Linked DNA regions of Mus musculus: region 1 is linked to region 2. A link is a contact called in public HiChIP or PLAC-seq data. All regions are on one chromosome and are shown on one strand. Each heading gives the region's core, a stretch centred on a gene start, on an enhancer-like site or on the middle of the called end of the contact. The rest is flanking DNA. Distances are from core to core; before and after follow the strand shown. Region 1 holds the start of 4930479H17Rik (a long non-coding RNA gene). Region 2 holds the start of Fxyd3 (FXYD domain-containing ion transport regulator 3).

Region 1 (4,965 bases), core at 611-3,110, 720 kb before region 2:
AAGGCCTGCCAGAGGATCATGGGAATCTCCTGATGTTATGGGCTCACACCAGCTCCAGTCACCCCAAGAGCTGTGGCTAGGCAGTATGGTTCGAGGACAGTACAGAACCCAGACAGCAGTCACCAGGAGACAGTGCCTCAGCAGCCTAGGTTTGGTGGCCAGATTGCTTTGACTAGAGAGGCGATGGGCAGTAGACATCATATCCTGACCTCAGGGAGCGGGTGGCTTCGGCTGGGCAAGGCTATTTAACTTGAAATCCTAGATGCCGGCGGTGTTTGTTTGTGCACAGGGGTGCGGGGCAGTCTGGGTGTCTTGTGAAGTTCCAGGGGACTTTGCTATCACCACTATCATTCTCCATTCACATGCCTCCACACCTGTCGTAGGCTGGTACTGGGTGTGCATCTCCATTCTAGCCCCGTGTACTGGGCCTGGATCCACCTCAACAGCCTCAGCCTCTTTTGGCCTCTATCTGCTGGCTGCCTTGTACTTGGCTTGCCAAAGGTCACTTCTTCCTACAGACAAATCAGCTCTATGGGATGGATCCTGGGATTGGAGACCCGGGCCTCCCCCTCTTCCCCTACTTTCTACAACCTTCCTTCCCTCTCTTCTGGACCAGCTGCTAGTAGTTCACACTGTCCTCTTCGGGGTAGGAAAGGAGGAGCCTGCTGCTGTCATTGATGTCAGCTCAGGTCTAGCCTGGTCTAAGACAGCCTTCTGCCAGAACTGTTGCAGTGTCTTCCTCCTCAGTTTCCCCGTGCTTCCCCTTGGCCCTCCACACACACAAAATCTGCCATGGGAGCTTCCTTGAGATCCGGGAAGATCCTCATAGCCCGGGATCCTCCAGTGGCCAGGAGTGACGGTGCACGCCTGTGATCCTTGGGCTCAGGAGGCCCAGGCAGAAGGGTCATGAGTGAGGTCAGGAAACCTGAGCTAGACAATGAATCCAAACTGGGGCTAATGTTGTGAGAACCCCAACTCAAAGAAAACAAGACAGAAGGAACCTTCAGTGGTTTCTCATGTCAGTTAGAATGGAATCCTCCCTCCTCTGGTGAATTTACAGGGCTTTTACATCGCCCGCTTCCTGCCTGATATTATGACAATTCCCTTCCCTCACTCCATCTCACCTCTGGCTTCCCTCCCTCTCCCTTTTTCTCACAATGCATACCTTATCATATGCCGTTCCATGTCCACTGAACACTGTTCCCACTGCTTGCTAATTACCTCCAGCCTCGGCTTGGGACTTAACTCCTCAGCTGGAGTCAAATCCACCTCTGCTGCCTACACATCCCTATTTAACATTTGTGCGTGTCACAAATGCTGCCAGGGCAGGGCAGGGCAGGGCAGGGCAGGGCAGGGCAGGGCAGGGCAGGGCAGGGCAGGGCAGGGCAGGGCAGGGCAGGGCAGGACTTGTACCCGAATCTGCCCCATGACCTAGCACACAGTTCAAATTTTAACAACAGGTTTATGAACGGTGCACTCTGGCTCCCCCTTAAGGTGGGAGTGGGTATTTCCTAGGTGGCACTGAGCCAGCCTTCCCACTTGCTAACTCCCATGGCCCAAGGCTTATGCTGTGATTTGTTGATAGCCTCACATGATCTTAGCTACTCGAGAGTAACAAAATGACAAAGGACCTCGGGATGCTGCAGGACTGGGGAGCTGAGTGCCTCATCTCCATGGTTAATGGTGGGCATTTTGAAGGTCTCAAGTTCCACCATGAAAAATAGGTTCTGTCATCTCACCAGAACATTCTTTGTACCAAACCGAGAGAATTCCAGTTTACTCTTAGCCTGTCTTCACCCTGATCCTAACATCATCTTACCTCAGGTGACTGACAGGCCCTTCCCCGTCCCCCCCCCCTGCTCCGCCCCCCCCCTGCTGCCATCAGAGAAGCTACTTGCATGGGGGGGGTGCTATTCTTGCTGTTGACCCCATTCCTGCACCTCTAATGAGGCCTGGCCTTTTCCATGCCCAGTGTCTGATCCTATAAACTTCCAGGACACTTGTGTGAGGGGGCCCCGGGCAGTGACACAGTGGGGACCAGCTCAGGAAAGACATGAGGCCAAGTGCTCTGACTCACGCTGAACCAGGGCTCAGTCCCTGTCCACACTCATATCTGCTAGATTGGTTCAATGTGGCACTGACTCTCCACCCCCCAACCCCCCACTGTAACCTTTCCCCTAGCAAACACACCAGTCTCTTGGGACATTTTTCACCTTCACCTCCATGTGCAGCTGCCAAAAGCTTTCCGTTTCTACCTTAAAGACTGAAACCCCAGTAGATGGTTCAATCTTGCGACTGCTCCCAGATTCTTTTGGGTTTTTTTTGGGGGGGGGATGGGTCTCATGCTGAAGTGTCAGCTTTTGAACTACTGGTCTCCTGCCTCTGTCTCCTGAGGTGTGAGGATGATAGGGGTGGGATACTCTGTCTGCTAAGCCCTGCTTTCTATCCTTGGCTCCAACGTCTCCATCTCCCCTCCCCACTCGCCCTCCCCTGGTCCCTCATCTGCAGAGTCCCACCCTGACCACAGAGCATCTCTGCTGTGCCCCTGCTCCCTCGTCCTCAGCCAGGGCAGCCTGGAGGACTTTCCCCTGGCCAGAGCCCAGAGCATCACTCTAGATAAGCCCCTCCCTCATGGTCTCTGAGCACTGTGATCCATCTGCTCACTTTCCTGAATGGCTGTGTCATCCACTCTTCTCTTCCAATGTTTCCCTGGTTGAAGTTGGTCCTGACCCACCCTCACCCCTACATTGGCTTCCCACGGATTCCTTGCCTCTGGTTCACCTCCCTCAAGAAGCACTAGAAACCCACCCACAACCTCCCCCACTCGGCCCCCAGGCATGAAATCCTCCGTGGCTAGCCATCATGAGCACCTCACTCAGATGCTGGCCCCTCCCACCTCACCAGTACCGCAGCAACCCAATGCCTGGTAATACCCAGCCTTTGTTCATGTTATGCCCTCCACCTGGAGCCTTCCCTTCTGCTCTTTGCCCAATGCTCTCCTTCAGATATGCTACTTAGATTACATCCCTCCTCTTCCAGGAAGCCTTCCCTGAACTATACTTCAGGTTCCTCTTCGGTGGTGGGGGGGGCACACAACCCCCTGGGCATCCCTCAACTCTGTATTCTGGAGTATGGCTATCTCAAGACATGTTTCCCACTGGACTGAGGGCAAGGCAGCTTGGGTCAGAGTCCCCAGCACAAGCCACAGCACAGCTCGGTCCCTAGAACGTCCAGTGCTTATATGGATGACTATAGATGACTATCCTCAACTCCTCTGCAGAGACCCCAAGCTGAATGACAGGAAGTGCCTTCCTCAGGGGATGTTCCTCAACCCCCGCCCCCATACCCTCCGCAGCACCCCTCAGTCCCCACAGACAGACAAGGGCAAAGGAACAGCCCGAGCTTAGAAAAATAGGACTTTCTTGTTGTGCCCCGGTGCCCCCGACACCCTCCCCATCAGAGTTTTAAAAACCGTGAGCAATTTGGTGAGTCTGAGGCCAGGTCCCGAGGGGTGTCCCTGGGACCAGAGGAACCATAGAGGTGGGCCCTTGGCTAGGGTCCTGCAGGTTCGTGACTGGGCCCCCAGGGCTCACAGTCCAATTGGACCACAGTATGGGCCCTGGGTGCAGCAGGCTCAGGGGCAGGCGCACTGGGCACGGGCCCGAGCGCTCCGTTGGTCTGGGAGCAAACGCTGCTGACAGGTGCCGTAGCCTTGGCCTTGCCGGGCGGCTGGCCTCCGTGCACCTTGTAACGTAGAAGCAGCACGAAGATGAAGACCAGAACAGAAGCGACGATGACACCTCCCAGCGCTATGATCATGGTGCCGCCCAGGAAGGGTGCGTGCGGTGCAGCACAAGGCCGAAGTGCGGGCTCCGTGGAGAACCGAGCGCAGCCCACTGGCCGCGTGGCCGTTAGCCCGGTGGCGCTGTCCTCATAGACTGCGAGCACACATAGATCATAGGTACGGCCTGACGCCAGATCGGTCAGCAGGAAGGAGCGACTGTCCGCTGGGATCATCCTGAGGGAGGGTGATAGATGGGGTCAGGACTGTGGTCACCCAATACCCAAGATCTATCTGCCCTGTGCCTCCCTCCAGCTAAGTTCCCTGCAGTACAGCTGCCCCATTGCAACCCAGGTCCATCTAACCAGCACCCTGACTTATTTTGCTTAGCTAACACTTAGCATGACGGTCCAGTGGGCTAGCCAACTTCAGTCTCCCACCTAAGGTCCCAATTTTGAGCACCTGTGGATCCCACACCCTATTTCTCTGAAGCCTAAGATATTCCATTCCTCTTTCAGAGATTTATTCCCTAGGCCTGTTAAAGAGCCCCTAACATCCTTCAAGACCCTTTTTGGCACCTTGCCTCCCGCCCTGTTCAGCTAAGTCCTTAGCCTCACCAGCAAAGCTCTGCTTTATGCTAACCCTGTCTGATTCCTGCCCCCTGCCTCCCGGAGTCTTGCTATGTAGCCAAGGCTGGTTCATATCTTGTGAAGGTCCCGCCTCAGCCTCCAGAGTGCTGGAAATAGAACCGTTTTAACACTACACCTGACCAATGGCCCCCTCCCTCTATCCTCCAGCCATCTTTTTGCTAGACTATCTCCCTGTGACTCCTATTTTGCTTTTTATATTTGCTTTCTGCCCTTGAGGTGGGGGCACCATTCCTGGACTACTGCAACACCAAATCAAGGAGTATCTTGGACACAGCAAGCTGCTGCTCCATCTCCCAGCTCCCCAAAAAATCCATTTAATATATTGTCCTCGGACAGAGGACATATCAGATACTAACCTGGTAGGAGCAGATACTACACTTGATCTGAGCCACAAGGTAGGGAAGTGATTGCTTATTTTTTTCAAGACAGGGTCTCACGGAGCTTAGCCAAGGCTAGCCTTGAACTCCTCATGATCCTCTCTGCAACTCCAAGCGCTGATGTTACAGCCGCGCACCCCACACCCCGCTGCCTGAC
Region 2 (5,772 bases), core at 3,150-5,649:
GAGCAATGTTCCATGGGAGAACAGCCCCACCTCACAGTGCAAAGGATTTAACCTCTGCCTGGTTCCATCTGGAGGTGGACCTTCCTGGAGATACAGGCTTGCACCTTCCTGGAGTTATGGGCTCGCCCACCCACCCCGACCCTGAGACTTGCCACCAGAAACATTGTTTCCAGCCTCCGGGCGGGGCCGGGCCACGCCTCCTGCTGGAGAAGCCTGCTTTTCAAGAGAGCAGATGGCTCCTGTTCCCAGGACTGTTTCTTTCACACCAGCACTGCTTACAAACCGCCTTGCTGGCCCCAGCATGGCTACAGCCCACAGTTATCGGGTCTTCTGACCTTTCCCCTTTGAAATGACTCACAGTCAGCAACTTGAGAGCAGTCCCACGTCCCTTTCCCAAACAGAAGACTACTTGTGCCCAAAGAATAGTAAAGTAAAAAGTGATCTAAAAGGGTGGGGGCTGCCGGAGAGAGGTGGCTGAGTGGTTAAGAGCAATGACTGCTCTTGCAGAGGAGCCAGGTTCAGTCTGCAGCACCCACAAAATGGTTCACAACCATCTCTAACTCCAGTTGCATGGGTTCTGATGCCCCCTTCTGGCTTCCACAGTTACCAAGCACAGACAAGTAAGCAAAACCATCATATCCATAAGTAATTTTTTTTAAAGGTGGCTTGCTCCTCAGGTATGACACCCAAAGGTGTCCTTGGCTGCCACATGAATAAACACGCACATGCATGCACACACATGAACACACACAGTCATACACATGCAAAGAAGAGGCAGAGCAGGTGAGGAAGGAGAAAAGCATGCCAATAGCAAGGAGGAAGAACTCAATTCTGGCTGAAAGCTCATCTGGCTTCATTCCGGGCCTGAGTTCTGCTAATGGGAGAAAAACAATGCTTAATTCTTAGGCACACACGCTTGGAGCCTGCTCCACCCAGGCCCTGGTCAAACATTAACTCATTTAGGGCTCACAAAGCCCCTATGACTAAGTGACATTCTTCTCTGTGTTTTCACAGATGGAGAAACTGAGGCACAGGGTACTCAGGTTACCTGCTCCATCACTGCTAGCCTCCTGGTTGCTTGTGGGATGGCAGTGTAGGGAGGGTGTGACACACAGCACAACAGTACTGGACTGAGCCTTTTGCTTGTTGTCACTGATGATTAAATGGCATTTCCCCAGTGGATGAAGAGAGAAAGCAGGGAGGGAGAGAGAGAGGGGGGGGGGGAGAGAGAGTCTGCCCGTTGAGAGGCTCTGAGAAAAGGCAGTTTGGGGGCCAGATACTCACCTGCTAGAAGGACCAACAGGCTCAGAACAACCTCTTGCATGTCAAAGCCTTGACCTAGAGGAGTCCAGAAAACAGGCCTAACCTCAGCAGGGTGACCAGGATGTAAGGCTTTGTACCTCTGTCTCACCTGTTGCTCACCAGGAACACAGCCCAGGGTACACACAGGAAGACTGGCAGTGAACCTGAAGCTCACTGGGCAGGAAGATAAGAAGCCCCAAAGTCAAGTGGGGGCTGGGTGAGCATTCAGGTTCCATGAAGGAACAGGTCCTATGTGCAAAGAGGCCATTTTCCTGGCAGTGATATTAGGTTTTACTGTGAATGGATTTTTTTCCTTGAGAGAGGAGGTAGAACAGTGTTTTGCTATGTCTAAGATGGCCTTGAATTTGCCACCCCCTGCCTCAGGTCTCCAAGGGCTAGGATTATAGGTGTGCACCATCAAATCCAGCTTGTTAGCCCCATCTTACAGATGGGAAAACTGAGGCTCTGATACAAGAAAGTTGATGCCCTGGATGACTTGATCCAGAAAGCAGAATTTAAACAATGCCTCTTTCCCAACTAGCTGTTCATAACTCAGAACTGTGAGGGCCCCGGGGTGTTTTGGGGAAGAGGGTGCCAGGAGCCAGGTGGCAGGAGGCCCGGGTTCTGGGAGTGGCTCGCACAGACAGCTTGGAGCCTGCCAGGCTCTGCCCACACACTGCAGGCTTCTAGCTGAGGCCTGAGCTGACCCCCTGGGCTGCTGGGTGCGTGTATGAGGGAAATAATGTCAAGCTGGTGGGATATGTCCAGAGGGACCTCTGTCTTCTGCCCCACCCCTGGGTCTGTCCCTTGAGACCCCACTGAGCGTTCTCTGCAGTCCCAACTCTACTCCAGTTATTGCCCCCTACCCTAGCCCTCACTCTGCTCAGCCCCTGCTTACTCCTCCCCCCAGCCCTCTTGACAGCAAACACTACAGGTTCTCCAGTGAGGCTTAGCACAGAGCCCTTTCCATACAGCCCTGGCTGTGACCATCTGTCTTTCTATCACCCTGGAGGCCTGTAATAAAAGTCCTGCTGCCTGTGAACCTCCCCTGCTTGCCCTGCTCAACTGTCCTGAGCTCGTAAGCACGTGTACACACACATACACACACACACACACACACACACACACACACACACAAACACTCATCCCGGCTCCCCACCTGCTGGACACTGTCCAGTGACTTTACAGTGACTCCTCTCTTTAATCCCCAGCAGCCCCAATGTCACCCTTCAGAACTAACCTTTTTTCATTCACACCAAAGCACATACTTGGGAATGGAGCCACCAGTCACCGATGGTGCAGGGGAGTCCCACATGCTCACACAGACGTTGCCATTTCTCTGGGACCAATCCCAGAGGCCGAGAAATCCTTCAGCTTCTTTAGTAATCTAAATCAATGCTACAGGTTTGCCATTCAAGTAACTAGGGAAGCCGAGGCAGGAGAAATTCTACTTCCAAGCCAGCCTGGGATACGACTAAGTGCAAGGACAGACTGAACAATTTAGTGAGATATTGTCACAAAATAAAAAGTTTTTTTTTTTTTTTAAAAAAAAGGATATAAGATACAGCTCAGTGGTAGAGCCCCTGCCTAGAATCCCCCAGTGAAGGGCTGGAGGTGTGGCTCAGTGGTAGAGTACCTGCTTAGAATCCCCCTATGAGAGGCTGGGGGCGTGGCTCAGTGGTAGAGCCCCTGCCTAGAATCCCCCTGTGAGAGGCTGGGGGCGTGGCTCAGTGGTAGAGCCACTGCTTAGAATCCCTCAGAGAGGGGCTAGCAATGGAGGCTTGCTTAGCCTGCTCTTCAGGCCCTGGACTTAATTAACACTTATCACTCACACACACACACACACACACACACACACACACACACACACACATACCATGCACACACATACCCTGGACCCATTTGTTTAGATTAGACATATATTTCTTGTAGTTGATTTGGGGACTATTTCTCAGATGTCTAGGGCCCCAGCAAGCTTTGGGGAGCTCCAGTAGTGGTTAGGGGTCTCAGCTATGGATGCTTGTGGTCTAAGGCTGCCCCCTGATACTCTGTCACACATGCATGGGTTGCAGCTGAGTGCCCAGCCTATGCGGCCATTTTTCTCAGTTCCAGCCTGACTCCCTCATACTGTCTTTTCAGCTTGATGAAGCTGACACTGTTCTTATCCCACACAGCCATCACATGGGAATTCATCCTAACGCTGTGTGCTCTATCAATATGGCTGCTGAATCTCACCTCTTACACTTCTCTCTCCAGACTCTTCCAAGACCCCAAAGGACCACAATCTCTGAGTGAACCAGAGTGGGAGCCAGCACAGAGAGAACCAGCCTTGCTGGGACACTAAGCACCCCTCATCTGCTTCCTGCCTGTGCTAGTCAGAGGGCAGCTTCCGTGTTTTCCCCTACTCCAGGACGGTGGATGGTCATATCTGCAGGGTAGGATGCATACACCCTTGTCATCTGAGTCCCCATCTCCTAACCAAGTCCCGCTTTACAGCTTCCCTGGATCAGACTTCTCTCTCCTGGTGTTCATCTATCTTCCTTGTGCCCTAATAATACCTGGCCGCTCAGACACACACCTCCATCTGCTTCCTCCCCCCAGGGCACTTAAATTACTCTTCATCTACTTAGTTACCCCTAGACACCCCTCTACTCTCATCCACTGAGAAACCCTCAATCACGATATTACGATGTAGTCACTTCCTGTACACCCTGACACCTCAGATACCTCAGGTAAACCCAGACTTCTCATCTTCTCAGACCTCCCCCAGGCTTCCCCAATCCGTCTATGAATATCAGGTGAGTCCCCCCAGTTGTATAATCCAGTCCCACAGAGGTGAGCCATCTGGGACAATCAGCTGACAGAGGCGGGTAGTCTCCTGTCCCCATAAAAGAATCTTTAAGCAGGAAAGTTTTAGGGGTCTTTAACCCCAGTTTCTATGTAATAGGTGCAGTTAGAGGAGAGTTAGAGAGAGTGGGGGAGCAGAGGCTCAGGGAGGAAGGGGCCCCCAAGGCCACTCACCTGAGTAGCTCAACAGGCTGAGAGGTGGTTCCGGGAGAAAGCAGAGTATGGACTTGCCAAGCCGGGACAGCCTTTATCCACACTGCCACGCCCTGAGCAAACCTGGGCAGGCAGGCACAAGTCAGGTCTCCCTGAGGCGAGGGACGCCCCCACTCCATTCCTCCCTTAAAGAGACAGTTCTACTCATTCTTTAACTATAGTAGCCTCAGGTAAAGTGGAAGGGGACCAGGGTGGGCTGAGGATTGGAGGGAAGAGGGTGTGTCTGATCTCCCAAACATCAAAGGAGACTGGGAACGGGGAAGATTCTGGGGTCCTTAATGACAGACGCCCATCATCCTGGAACGATGTGGGAGAACGTGGAACATACATGTAATCTGTTTCTGATTTAGGTTGTAGTGGGGGTGGGGCTTTTTCTTTATTTGTTTGAGACAAGCTCTCACTATGTAGCTCTGGCTGGCCTGGGAACTCACACTACAGACCAGGCTGGACTTGATCTTGTTGAGAGTCACCCATCTCTGTCTCGCAGGCTGGGATTTAAGGCATGCACCACCAGTTGTTGTTTTGTTTGGGGATGCACCCACTGGCATTTGTAGGGAACTAAAGCCCACTCTCCATTCTGCATTCTTTGTTGGCAGGGGTTAATAAAAGACACTGACAAGGCCAAAGTTGTAATAGGAAGAAGGCACTCAAGTGGTGGGTAGAAGTTGGGGAAGGTCTGGTTCTTGGGGTTCATAGACCAGGCCCCAGAAGACTGAAAACCGAACTGACTTTCAACGTTTCTCTCAGAGATGAGGAGATGTCGGGTGGACGTTCAATCTACGGAGTGGGTGTGGGCATGGATGTGGATGTCAAAGTTGTCTTCCTCTACTGCAGATGAGTTCCCTGTACTCTACAAGCCCCCACCCTTCCCTGCCCCCTGTCCAAATGGCACTCCTTCCGCCTGGGGTCTGTAAGGCTCCCACATGGTCCCTGCTGGAGGTGCCCCCTCCCCCAAAATTCTTCCTCCTTACACAGAAGAACTTTTGTCCGGGGTCTGGATGGAGAACAAGGCACCATTGAGTGGCTGGCAGAGGATTGGGGTCACCGGGAGGGGCAGGGCCAGGAAAGGGGTGGCTTCTATTCGGCCACCAGCTGGACTCCAGACGACCCCCAACACTATGGTGAAGGCGGTAGGGTGGAGACCCAGAGGCACCAGGCTTGGGAGAGGTTGCTGTTGTGGGTGTGGAGAGGAAAGTTTAAGGGAACTTAGGGCCAAGGGTCTGTGGGGCAAGGAAAAGGACTCCCCACTTCTCGCCAAGGCCTCCCTCCCTGATGTAGCTCACTTAACTATGATAGTCTGTGTTCCCTGTTGGTAGCTCCTGATCTTCAGGCCCTAGCCAGGACAAGGCATCCTGCCTCCCATAAAGGAGCGGAGCCCTCCCTCAGGGCAGTACCAAAGCAAGAAGCACA

What was found. HiChIP or PLAC-seq counts read pairs in DNA pulled down with a chosen protein or histone mark.
Region 1: a FOXA1 HiChIP or PLAC-seq map of pancreatic cancer cells shows a contact between it and region 2. The contact joins the promoter of 4930479H17Rik here to the promoter of Fxyd3 in region 2. A contact is called at or near these places in 6 of 39 promoter capture datasets (cranial neural crest, frontonasal cranial neural crest, hematopoietic stem and progenitor cells and 3 more) and 1 of 115 datasets of contacts at active chromatin or transcription factors (pancreatic cancer cells).

The regions. Positions count from the first base shown.
Region 1 is chr7:30,352,086-30,357,050 of GRCm38.p6, forward strand. It overlaps 4930479H17Rik (a long non-coding RNA gene), which reads right to left and starts at 1,861. Exons shown (of 3, transcript XR_881936.2): 1 at 1,166-1,861. It overlaps Lrfn3 (leucine rich repeat and fibronectin type III domain containing 3), which reads right to left. Exons shown (of 3, transcript NM_175478.2): 3 at 3,429-4,018. The coding sequence ends at 3,553. Gm25259 (a small nuclear RNA gene) reads right to left here and starts at 4,839; the gene lies at 4,647-4,839.
Region 2 is chr7:31,072,298-31,078,069 of GRCm38.p6, forward strand. Fxyd3 (FXYD domain-containing ion transport regulator 3) reads right to left here and starts at 4,400. Exons shown (of 8, transcript NM_008557.2): 1 at 4,324-4,400; 2 at 1,285-1,338. The coding sequence starts at 1,324.